Regions from separate parts of the Mus musculus genome. Here region 2 is linked to region 1. The links are chromatin contacts, called in public HiChIP or PLAC-seq maps. All regions are on one chromosome and are shown on one strand. Each heading gives the region's core, a stretch centred on a gene start, on an enhancer-like site or on the middle of the called end of the contact. The rest is flanking DNA. Distances are from core to core; before and after follow the strand shown.

The links. HiChIP or PLAC-seq counts read pairs in DNA pulled down with a chosen protein or histone mark.
Region 2: a contact with region 1 is called in an H3K27ac HiChIP or PLAC-seq map of microglia, with 6 times the contacts expected there. The contact joins two enhancer-like sites. A contact is called at or near these places in 4 of 39 promoter capture datasets (the C10 cell line, cranial neural crest and stem cell-derived epiblast-like cells), 1 of 484 Hi-C or Micro-C datasets (myeloid progenitors) and 1 of 115 datasets of contacts at active chromatin or transcription factors (microglia).

The regions. Positions count from the first base shown.
Region 1 is chr13:70,646,262-70,652,353 of GRCm38.p6, reverse strand. Gm36377 (a long non-coding RNA gene) reads left to right here. Exons shown (of 3, transcript XR_382634.3): 3 at 790-1,768. Among named protein-coding and RNA genes, the nearest start is that of Gm36377, 6.5 kb to the left of the region's middle. Within about 2 kb of position 2,288, at least 16 of the 459 cell types and tissues checked have an H3K27ac peak or open chromatin away from gene starts, as enhancers often do. A contact at or near this core is called in microglia, where this site is marked.
Region 2 is chr13:70,929,670-70,935,708 of GRCm38.p6, reverse strand. No RefSeq gene overlaps it. Among named protein-coding and RNA genes, the nearest start is that of 8030423J24Rik, 50 kb to the right of the region's middle. Within about 2 kb of position 2,113, at least 9 of the 459 cell types and tissues checked have an H3K27ac peak or open chromatin away from gene starts, as enhancers often do. A contact at or near this core is called in microglia, where this site is marked.

The sequences.
Region 1 (6,092 bases), core at 1,039-3,538:
AGACACAGGCAAATACACACAAATAAATGCATACATGCATGTTAAAATATTGGTGAAACTAGGAATGCAAGTAGCCACTCACCATCCACATGGTTGGGCTCTATTATCTTCACAAGGTTAAACTCAAAAGTTGAACGAGATAGTCTACACAGGAAGTGATGTGCCCACGCCACTTTCACATGGTTCAAGCTAGAATTCCAAGAGTCAACACAACCTCTTCTCCCTCAGCACACCAATCCTCCCACTCTGCCAGTGCCAATAGTATCTATTCAGACCGGATCCCCTTCCCTCTTGTTCTCCTATGTGGACAGTGGCCAAGTGTCCCCTGACATTTTTTTTTTAAATCTAAGTATACTGTAACTGTCTTCAGACACGTCAGAAGAGGGTGTCAGTTCTCATTATGAATGGTTGTGAGACACCATGTGGTTGCTTGGATTTGAACTCAAGACCGTCAGAAGAGCAGTCAGTGCTTTAACCACTTAGTCATCTCTCCAGCACCCCTCCTACCCTCCCCCCCACCCCCCGGCATCTTCATCACAACAACAGAACAGTCTCTTTCCATCTTGTTTTAGTCAGGGTTTCTATTCCTGAACAAATATCATAACCAAGAAGCAAGTTGGGGAGGAGAGAATTTATTCAGCTTATACTTCCACATTGTTGTTCATCACCAAAGGAAGTCAGGATTGGGAGTCAAGCAGGTCAGGAAGCAGGAGGTGATGCAGAGGCCATGAAGGAATGTTACTTCCTGGCTTGTTTCCTCTGATTTGTTCACTTTGCTCTCTCTTACAGAACCCAAGACTACCAGCCCAGGGATGACACCACCCACAATAATGGACGGAGCTCTCCCCTCTTGATCACTAATTGAGAAAATGCCTTACAGCTGAATCTCATGGAGGCATTTCCTCAAGGGAGGATCCTTTCTCTGTGGTAACTCCAGCTTGTGTCAAGTTGCCACATGAAACTAGCCAGTACACTTCTCTACTGCTATTCCCCTGTCAAATTCCTAGGTCAATCATGTGGACATTGTTCCTGTTATTCGCACATCCACACTATTGATTCCTAAACTTCATTATCTAAAACTTTGCTACCCTAGCATGTGAATGTCTGTCCAACCTGACCTGTGCCCACCTCTTGCCTCAGTTGCTCCATACAAGTATCCATGGCCCCTTACCCTCTCAAGACACTTACAGACTGCCTTGTCTTCAACACACCAAACTACCCCAGACTAGGTTACTGTTCTTGCTCCAACACTTTGTTCTTGTGTGTTTTCCCAGTAGACTTTACTTTTTAAAGGTTTTACCTTTATTTTAAAAAGCAAGTGGAAAGTACAGAGAGGTTTTTCCCATGCACTCCTGTCCCCACCTGTGTGCAGCTCTCTGTGGCAATAACTCCCACCCCATTCATGCTCGTTTAGTAGAAGTTATTGCTCCACATTAGGGTTCATCTGAGAGTTCGACACTCCATGGGTTTCTAAAAGTGTGTATGCCTACATCACAGAGTCAAAAGAACAGCTGCCCTGCTGTGTGATCTCCCTCTGCTCTGCCTCTTGCCCTTCCCACCCTGGTGGGGCCAAAAGCCACCAGCATCCTCATTGACTCTGCAGTTCTGCCTTTCCCAAGTGTCATGGGATCACAGAAAACAAAGCCTTCTTACGTGGGCATTGTTCCTTGATGAATCAGCATTTAAGGCCTCTCCCTCCCCCAAGCCCCTTTAATCACTCGGCTGCTTATTTCTCTTTAATGCTGAATAATATTCCATTGTCACTACATCTTGGAGTTCGTTATTTCGCCTTCTAAAAACCATCTTGGTTCTCCCCCCATGTTTTGGGATGTAAGAGTTTTCCTGATGCTCACACACACGCTTTCCCATACTCCAAACTTTTCAAGCCCTCTGGGTGGATATCAAAACTCACCATTGCTTACACTTTCCGTTCCTCTTCTCCCGGGGTTGTGAGTTCCTTTAGATACCAGCTGGAAAGCTTCCATCAGTTCCTTCACTCACACTTCTTTCAACAACTATTTTTTTGAGTGATTGTCATGTGTGAGGAATGATGTCAGCCCTGGGGACACAGCAGTAAACAGTGAGAAGGTTATCTTCATGGAAGCCCCCACTCCTGGGGAGAGAGGCAGTGAGCAAATGCATAGATAGACATCATCTGCTGGGGATGACAGCTGAGAGGCAGGGACTGGCTGTGTGCCAGGCAGCTCTCTGGCTGGGTAGCCTTGGAGCAGAGGTATGAGTGAGCTGAGGTCAGAGGTCAGGGGAAGGAAGAGAAGCCAGAGGAAATGAAGAGCAGGGCAGAGGTCTTCAGGAAGACGGACACATGCCAGGCAACAGGAAGGGGACACAGCTGTCCAGGAAGGAGAAGACAGGCAGGCAAGAATCGCTGACAGTCTTCTAATGTTGGGGTTTCCTTTCTTAATCCAGGGAAGATATCGCGGACTTACATTTAAGAGTACCTTTGTCTTGATGTGTGTGGCAGATGCTGGGCACTCAGACAGGAGTGGACACTGCTTGTGGTGACGGCAGGGTCAGGGTTGCATGGACTGTTATGCTGGCTGGGCTGCTACCCTGAAAAGCTGGACATGAGTGTTCACATGGGAAAGGAGGGTTGTGTGGGAGGTCTCAACCTCAGGTGCTGGCTATAACTAACAGGAGTGTAGTTGACCTGGGCATGTCAAGTCTGGAACACTCTGACAGAGAATGAAGAGATTTGTTTGTTTGTTTGTTTATTGGATATTTTCTTTATTTACCTTTCAAATTTTATCCTCTTTTCTGGTTTCCCCTCCGGAAAAAAAAAAACCCCTCCCCCACCCCCTCCCCCCTCCTCCTGCTCACCAACCCACCCACTCCCACCTTCTGGCCCTGGCATTCCTCTACACTGGGGTATCGAGCCTTCACAGGACCAAGGGCCTATCCTCTCATTGATGTCTGACTAGGCCATCCTCTGCTACATATGCAGCTGGAGCCGTGAGTCCCACCATGTGTATTCTTTGGTTGGTGGTTTAGTCCCTGGGAACTCTGGGGGTACTGGTTAGTTCATATTGTTGTTCCTCCTATGGGGTTGCAAACCCCTTCAGCTCCTTTGGTCCTTTCTCTAGCTCCTTCACTGGGGACTCTAGCTTGCAAACACTGGCATCATGAGTCTTTTATGGATGCTCTAAGGGATCCTGCATTTTCCAAATTCTCCTAGAAGACTCCCATGAGACACAAGCCTACATCCAGGCTCACAAATGGAGAAAGATATTTCCTCAGATAAGACCAAAGACATCAAAGGGTCATTGTGTGAGGGACAGTGAATGGAATCCATCAGCCCTTGTTTTAGTGGCCACAGAGTGTCAATGTGGGATCTGTCTCACAGTAAGGCCAGCTTAAAGATGTCTTGTTTAAGTCGCAAGGATGTTCCCCACACATACTGAAATACATGGATCACAAACGGGGGCCTCCCTGTGGGAGTAGCTCTTTGGTCCCCTGGAATATTCCCAGAGGCAGCTCCTGGTTATCTTAGTGCTCTGGAGAATTTTAATCCTACATCCATATACGGTATGTAGCAGGAGTGAGGTACACAGTGAGCCCATCGTGAGGAACACAAAAGACCTGGTAAGCAGACAGACAGGAAAGACATCCACATGGCTTGGCTGATGCAAGAAATCAATCAGCCAGCAATATCTTTGACATCTCCAGATGGTGGGGACTTCTTACAGAGAGAGGTGGGACTGGACACAAGGCTTAAAGATCAATGTGAGTGTGTCTGAGAATGGAGATGGATAGTTGGTGACTGGGGCTTGGGAAGATGACGACACCATGCACAAGAGGAGAACTGGAATTGTCAGGAAAAAGAAGTACGTGACAAAGGCCACTTTCTGGGGGTTGCTATTTAACACAACAGCCACCCACACTTTCAAAGGTTTGCCTATGACTTGGTGGGTCTAAGCGTCTCTGATGAGTTTAGGGCGATGCGCCTCCAGTTTCATTTACAGCATGCTTTATAGGTTACAGCTCCAGGCCTGGTGCCAGAAGGGACTAGGGAGATGCTGCTGACGTTGATATGTTGAGGTAGAAATAAGCCTGGCTGTCAAAGAGACTGTGCAAGAAACTGGCAACATGAGACAAGGAGTTCTGGGTAGAGGACCGGAGAACACACTGTGTTAGGGAGACCCTCGTTCTTCTCCTGTTCCCCCAGAGTCCCGGGTGTTAATCGCATCCAGGACATAGTCACCATTTAGTAGACATCTGCCACAGTGCTGGGGTGACAAGCAAGGAGAAGAAAATGAAGCAAGGGCTCTTGGCCAGGAGAAGGCAGGTGCTCTAGGTGGGACGCCATCACTAAAGTAACATTATAGCACCATGGACAAGTACCAGAGACCCCAGAAGCTGGGTCTCAGGTGTGTACAGGGGGGATAGGCAGGTGGAAACAGGAAGAGGGGTGGAAACCAAAAGCCTGTGAAGCCTCAGGGAGGTGGTAAGGCCTCATCCGAGCGTGGAAGGCAGGCTTCCTCACACAGACCTGGAAGAACAGAGTGGTGCAGGCAAAGTGTGTAGTAAGTGAAAAGCCCCATGCATGCCTGAGGCTAGGCCCTCTGGGGCCTGTCAGAAAGTGTGCTGTGTCTGAGATGCTGTGCTGGCTTCTGGGAGACAGCTCGAAATCATAAAGCAAATCTGGCACAAGATGGCCTCTACCTTCTCTGGCACGCAAGCTGAAGTCCTAACTCTACCACTTCTCTGTGACCCACGGGACCAGCCGCTTGATACCTCTGACCTTCAAGGACTCACTTTAAATCAGCACAGGCCTTGTTTGACTAGCTAAAGCAACCAAACTCATCAATGCATTCAAGATAAACCACCTGCTTGCATGGTATTTGGGGCTCGAAGCAACGGTGAAGTACATGGCTGTGAGTTCTGACTCTCACACTCACCTACTTTGAATATTTTATATTTATTTCAAGTAATGTGATACGGAGGCCATTTGGGGGAGATGCCTGGTGGTGTGAACCTGAAGGACCGGAGCTGGCCATGTTTGGGCTGAGGGTAGGCAACCACACAGATTTGGAGAATGAGAGGGATCATATACAGAAAGACTGGCTTGGAGCAGACCCACAGAAGGAAGTATGGCTTTGTGACTGCTGCAGAAGAACCTTTAAACCATCCAGCCTCTGTCTCTTGGACAATGCTCATGGCTGGGAGGTGAAGGATGGTGAGCAAGGAGGGGTGGGGCACATTCTGGGAGCACATGGCAGGAAGTTAGTCCTCCCTCCAAGGATCCAGGGGAAAGCTGGAAGCGTGCGGAGCTGAGAGCATGGATGCAGAGGAAGGTACCACCACTTGTTGTGGAAACAGCACCAGCGAGACTCAGTGATGCATGTTGTGTAGGGAGGGGGTGGAAATGCGAAGAGAAAGATCCAGAAGGACCCAGCGAAGCATTGCACAGAAATAACCAGAGAAGATACACCAGCACCAGCAGGCCCTCCAGAGGACGTGCACTGAATGGACCTTGGAGAGCTGGGAACACTCCCTCCTGGGATGGCAAGGCGTGTCACCTGCATGCCCCAGCCAGTTCTTCAGAGTGACCACCTGTTGTTGGGCAGGGGGGAGGATAAGAGATGGAAAATAACCATATGCCTGGTGTCCACCAAGAGTCATGTCTTAAGTATATTGAAGGGAGGAGAGGGGGACACCCATGACACTTGTCTTAACCCGGGGCATGGTACCCAGGGAGGGCATACTCAAAGGCCCTGATCAGTCATACATGTGTGCTCATTTCCATGGGATTTAACTGGGGTGTCTCTTAGCTGACATATCAGCCATGGACCTTGGCCCCTGAAGCCCCTTTGAGGAAACAAAAAGTTCCCTTCAGTTTAATGGTCAGGCCTGCCTCTCTTATCTTCCAGTTAAAATTTCTCCCAGCCCCTTTTCTTTTTTATCATCTGGTTAAAATCCCCCCAGCCGGGAATTCTGTCTAATCTGTCGCTTGAGGGTCTAGCTGGGATGGGCTAGGGGCCAGAAGGCTTACCTTTCCTCCAGTAGGATCCGGTATTATCCGGCTGGCTGGCATTCCTCCAGGACTGGACAAGGAGAGGAGGAAGCAGTGAAAG
Region 2 (6,039 bases), core at 864-3,363, 280 kb before region 1:
AGAACCACTCTTGGGAAGTCTGTTATTCAATTCCCATCCAGGACAAGGTTTCTGAAAACCTCAACTTGTAAAGAACATGCATTTATTTATTTGAGACTCATGGGTTCAGAGGGTCCAGTCTGTGGTTGCTGGCTCCATTGTTTTGAAGCCAGCCAGGAGTATGTGGTAGGAAACACTGCTGATCTTATGGAAAGCGAAGGCAAGAGAATGAGCCATATATTTTGTCAAGGCCAATGGCTTCACTTCCTTTCACTTAGTCCCACTTCCTAAAAGTTTCACCACATTCGAACAGTACCTGGGACTGGTGAGCAGACTGTTAGCATGTTAGCATGGTTTGGGGAACACTGGAGATCCAAATCACAAAAGGTGAGTTATATGATTAATTCAACTGCCCACTTCAAACATCACTTAGTGTATATCTCATGAATGAAGTAAGAGAAGGCAAGAACCTGCTAGATTTTCTGGGCACAGAAGTGCTGGATCTAGAAATGTCCACAGCAGGCCAGTGCAAGAATACCAGATGATGAACGCCACTAGGAAGTTCTGCTTTCTATAGGTAGCTTAACCATAGTAAGACAACATTCTATAGGCAGCTTGACCACAGGAGGATGATATTCTATAGGCAGTTTGACCACAGTAGGACAACATTCTAACCTTTAGAGAATGAAAAGTCTGGCCCTACTTTTCTCTTTGATGGCCAGTCTGGAAGAGGCTGATGCCATCTCTGTGCTGTGGCAGCCAGCAAGTCCAGAACGGAACCAAGTACGGAGAACCAGACTACCTCTGTGGCATTTTAATATATCCTCGTACACCCAATACTGCAATGCTCAGCAGAAGATAAGAGAGAATCATGCTGTGACTGCTACTCCCAAGGAGCCAAATCCATCCCTCACAAAACATATGTCTAGCAGCTGGGGGAATGCGTTAGTTCAAAGGAAATAATAAAAGGCAGAGGGGGAGAAAGGGTGAATGTGCCCCACCAGTTATTTACTTATAACATATGTTAAGTAACTGTAATATGTTTGTTTTCATGTTCTGTAACTAGGAAATTTTACCTTATCTCCAAAAATGAGAAGACAGCCAAGTCACAACATGTCTTGCTTCTTTCTAAATAAGTCATTTATGAGTGTGGGTGTAATGCTGACTCTGACTGTATTAGCAACAAATCCTGGCTACTTAAAACCAGGGAAATAGCTTCCAGACGTGTAATAGTTAGCAGACTGCTTCTACTTGACTCTGCGAAGTGCCTGTGTGTAAGGCTCAGCGGATGGGAGGGCTCTTTTCAGATTGACAGATGTCTTGAGGAAGTTGGTCTCACTGTTCAATCTCCAAAAAGGCTGCCAGTCTTCAAGGAACACATGTTCTACCCTGACTGAGGAAACTAGTCAAAAGGGAAATCACTTTCTTCCAAGATGAGATCCTATGAGAAAGATGTATTTCAAGTTTGGAGTATAAAGGCATAAATGGCAGATTAATCGCCTCTCCATGAATCTCCTATGCCCAAGCTGTGCACATAACCTGATATTATATTGAGATATTATAATGTGTATGACCTAGGACATTCAGCCACAGGATAAGTGCGCTCAATACGGCAAAATCCAATTCTACTGATTGCTATATTTTTCTCTACATGAAACCTCCAAAGGTTGGGATGCAATTCGACCTAGTTGAAATCTTGAGAGTAGGTTAAGGTCATTTAGAAACAACCTATGAAGTAAGAAGCCTGGTCAGGTGACAAAGACTCTTTGCAATTTAATGACACCCAGGAAGTGATTTCTTATTCTAAGCCAGTGGATCACCCTTTTACCCAGGCTGTAATCAGGAAGGAAGGGTAGAGTATCTTCCTAGAGGAGAAGTAAAATTTTGAAGTAGACACAAAAATAGCTGGAACTATGGACAAACATCCTGAATGAGAGGGCATGCTGTCTGGGGGTCAAAACCATGAGCATGGTTGATGTGTGCTGAATTCTGGGTAGTGTGAGAGAGACAGTCACAATTTCCAACTGGTACTTAAGAAAAATCTATTTTGGGGAAATACACATAAGAACCATATGCTCACTGTCATACAATCAAAAGAAGAAGTAGAAAATTTAGTTTTACCCAGCAGAGGAACTGACATAATATAGTGTTGCTCTGCCCCAGCATCTGGGTCATGCTTTGAGCACTGTGCCCAGTATCTGGACCATGCTCTGAGTTCAGTGCTGGCGATGCTCTGAGCACAGAGCCCAGCAATTGGGCCTCGCTTAGAGCACCTGTGCCCTGCATCTGGGCCGTGTTCTGAGCACAGTACCCAGCATTCGGCCCATGCTCTGAGCACCCAGCATCCAGGCTTCGCTCTGAGCACTGTGCCCAGCATCCAGACCTTGCTCTGAGCACTGTGCCCAGCATCTGGGCCATGCTCTGAGTTCAGTGCTGGCAATGCTGCTCTGCCCCAGCATCGGGTCCATGCTCTGAGCACTGTGGAGACGGTGCAAAATGGCTTGTTCACATTGGCGTTGCTGTAGCCCTGCACCCCAGACTGCCAAATGATAAATATTTGTTAGATGAACGCTGTCTAGGTTGTAACTGTTTGACCCAGGCAATGTCATGATCAAATGGGTGTTTGGGGAGCATTAGTCTGATAGAGTGCAGGTTAGTTGGACCAGAAGTGTGGGAGTGGAGATGAGAAATGTCTTCGGGGACTATTAGAGTGGACTAGTGTGATGACATTTCAGGCAGTCTCAGAACTTAACTCTCCCGTTTCCGTTGCATAGAATGCAGCTTGCGAAAACTGCTCAGCCAACCATTTTTTCCCCAGTTTACGCCCACTCACCTGTGTCCATGTACAATTAACAACTTTTTCTGTATGGCGTTGGAGACTTTTCTGACCAGGTACTAAGGTCTCTCGGTGGCGAGGTTCATTCCGGTAACTATAGTGATTAAGACCACATTCATTCTCCACGTTCTATCATGTAACTCTGGATCACATTAGTGTAGAATTGAATTTCTCCCTACATAATTCCAAAGGAGCTTCACGGCAAATGTATACATCTGATAGCTAGTTCTGTTTCCAGGCCCACAGGAGGCTCGATGCACATAGTTATTTCTACTCCGGGCCTGAGAGTTTGGAGGGAGAAAAGGAAACAAGGGCTGCTATCGCATTATAATCTCCAAAATTACAAGAAGAAGCAACACACACATTCATTGACTGGAAATGTGTTTTCATGTTGCCTACAAGCTCATTCTCCTTCATTCTAGAAACAAAACATGGTGATTTCTGTTTAGTGACCTATAGTCCATCCTTTATCATTTTACGTGGTAAAAGACACTTCTAGATGCCACGGGAGTTACATGAAACACGCACTGGCCTGTACTCCTTCCCAGTCTTCTCTTCTGCCTCTCTCTTGAAGCCAGCCTTCAAGCCATTCGGAAAGGCACATGGATACCCATGTGGTCTCTACTCCCGTTTGATGCTCTGTCCTCTGCTACTGCCTGGTCCTGGAGCAGAAGCCACCTCCTTCATTGCCTCCCAGCTGCCCATCTCTCCATTCTCAGCATAGACAGAAAACCCTCTGCATAGTCCCAGTAGCCAGTGTGTGGCTTGCTTCTATGCCATAACATTTCGAAAGGTTCTGCATAATCAGCCTTATGGACTGGCTTTTGATGATTGTCTCTGTGGATGCATTGGCTTGAGGAGTATGCCTGCCCAGTATAGGTGTGCAGAGGCAAAAAGGGAGGGAGGAGAGAAGGAAGAAGATAACTCCCATCTCATAACTGCCTTCGTGAAAGGGTTAACTACCCTTTCTCTTGCAGGTCATTTGTGCCCATATTTCAGTGACAATCAGGTATGAGATGTGAGTGCCTGACCTCAGTTGGTGGCAATAACATCACAGAGAAACCAACCTCCATGTGACTGGAACGAAGAGTGAAGAGTAGCTGGTAACAGGGTCAAACAAAACACAAGACTGGCTTCCTGATTTAATTGATGAGGCTGAGAAGAGTGGAAACTATTTCTTTCCACAGACAATTGTCATTCACTGAGTGAAAGTTTGAGTCTGGTTTTCATTTATAAATCACAGTATACAAAATAGCATAAACTACACATTCATTTAAAGCAATATATTAAAACCATTTCTTTTTTTAAATTTTTCATTGGTATATTCTTCATTTACATTTCAAATGCTATCCCGAAAGTCCCCTATACCCTCCCCTTGCCCTGCTCCCGTACCCACTCACTCCCACTTCTTGGCCCTGGCACTCCCCTGTACTGGGGCATATAAAGTTTGCAAGACCAAGGGGCCTCTCTTCTCAATGATGACCAACTAGGCCATCTTCTGCTACATATGCAGCTAGAGACACGAGCTCTGGGGGAACTGATTAGCATGACCAAGTAGGCTTCATCCCAGGGATGCAGGGATGGTTTAATATACGGAAATCTATCAACGTAATCCACTATATAAACAAACTCAAAGACAAAAATCACATGATCATCTTGTTAGATGCTAAGAAAGCATTTGACAAAATCCAACACCCCTTCATGATAAAAGCCATGGAAAGATCAGGAATTCAAGGCCCATACCTATACATAATAAAAGCAATTTACACCAAACCAGTAGCCAACATCAAAGTAAATGGAGAGAACCTGGAAGCAATCCCACTAAAATCAGGGACTAGACAAGGCTGCCCACTTTCTCCCTACCTATTCAATATGGTACTTAAAACCATTTCTATAGATAGGAATCCTCATGAAACAGAACCCTTTGGATGCCCACCTTCAAACTCAAGGCTGGCTCCATAATCAAAATTTAAGTTTTCTTCTCAAGTATTCTGAGGTTTTAAGAAAGCTATAGAATTATCAGTTTAAAAATGAGACAAACACACAAGAAAAATATAAAGTTTTGAGGAATATGAATGATGTGTTCCATGACAGTCTAGATAGGTTAAAGAAGCCTGTTGGATCACACGCTGAAGATGTAAGCAAAGAGCTTCAGGAAAGCTGAGCACCATGGAAGATGTCAGGTGAACTAAGGTTTTCTTAGGGCAAACCTCCTGACTGGCCAAGGCTCCACAGTCCTCAGAGGAGCTGTGAGGTATGCATATTCATTCAGAGCTGGGCAAGGGGACATGTGACTAAGGGAAAGGTTTCTCAACGGGCCTGAAGTTTCCATACAGAGAGACATGGACAATCACCTTCAGATGAGTAGTATTCTTGGGTTTTTGTCAGAATCTGTAATGGGGCAATCATAAGAACACCAAGACTAGCCTCAAGAGCTCATGAGGATTTATAGCTTGTTCGAAAGCTCCTGCTCCAGTTCCAGTTTTGAGGACACTACTGAGACCGTCCTATGTAGTCTTTACAAGGCTTCTCTTCTTTATCGGTTAATACTTTCTAACCTCTGCTGTCTGAATCTGGAATACACTTATCCCGTCTTGGAGCTGGCGTGCATTTTCTAGGCTCACATTGCCTTAGAACAGAGGCTATAACTATATCAACCCTTGGGGGACCACTTTTCTCTTGTTTTGTCTGGACTAGTTGCATTTGCTTCTACGACTATTTATAATAATTTTATTATTAAAGTGCCTTTGAGTTTATAATGCTTTCAAATACATCATCGCCGCTGGCCTAAGGATTTGGCACAGTTGTTAGGCATCGGGAACCATCTGGGGAATGTAGATTTACAAGTCTATCATTAAGCTATCAACAAACAAGTCACTGGGTAGCTACTGGAAGCCAATCACTACATCGGATATGTGTAGAAAGTTGGAGAAGGGAGAAAATATAGTATCACAATGACAGGTGCTTAAAATAACTTCAAAGCAGAGGATAAAATAAGCACATATGAATACTCAAGTATCAAGAAAAAGGCGTGTGTTTTATGAAATGTTATCCTTGAGTTTTACCGTTCTTCTAACACACTCTGTCCAGGTAGGTTGGCTGTCATTACCCATGATTCCACATAGATCCCCAGAAGGGTGCTCCTAGCCATTTACAGTCTGAGTCTCTCTTGAAAAACAGTCAAACACGCCGTGTAAAATTTGAATGGATTCTTTTCCCCAACA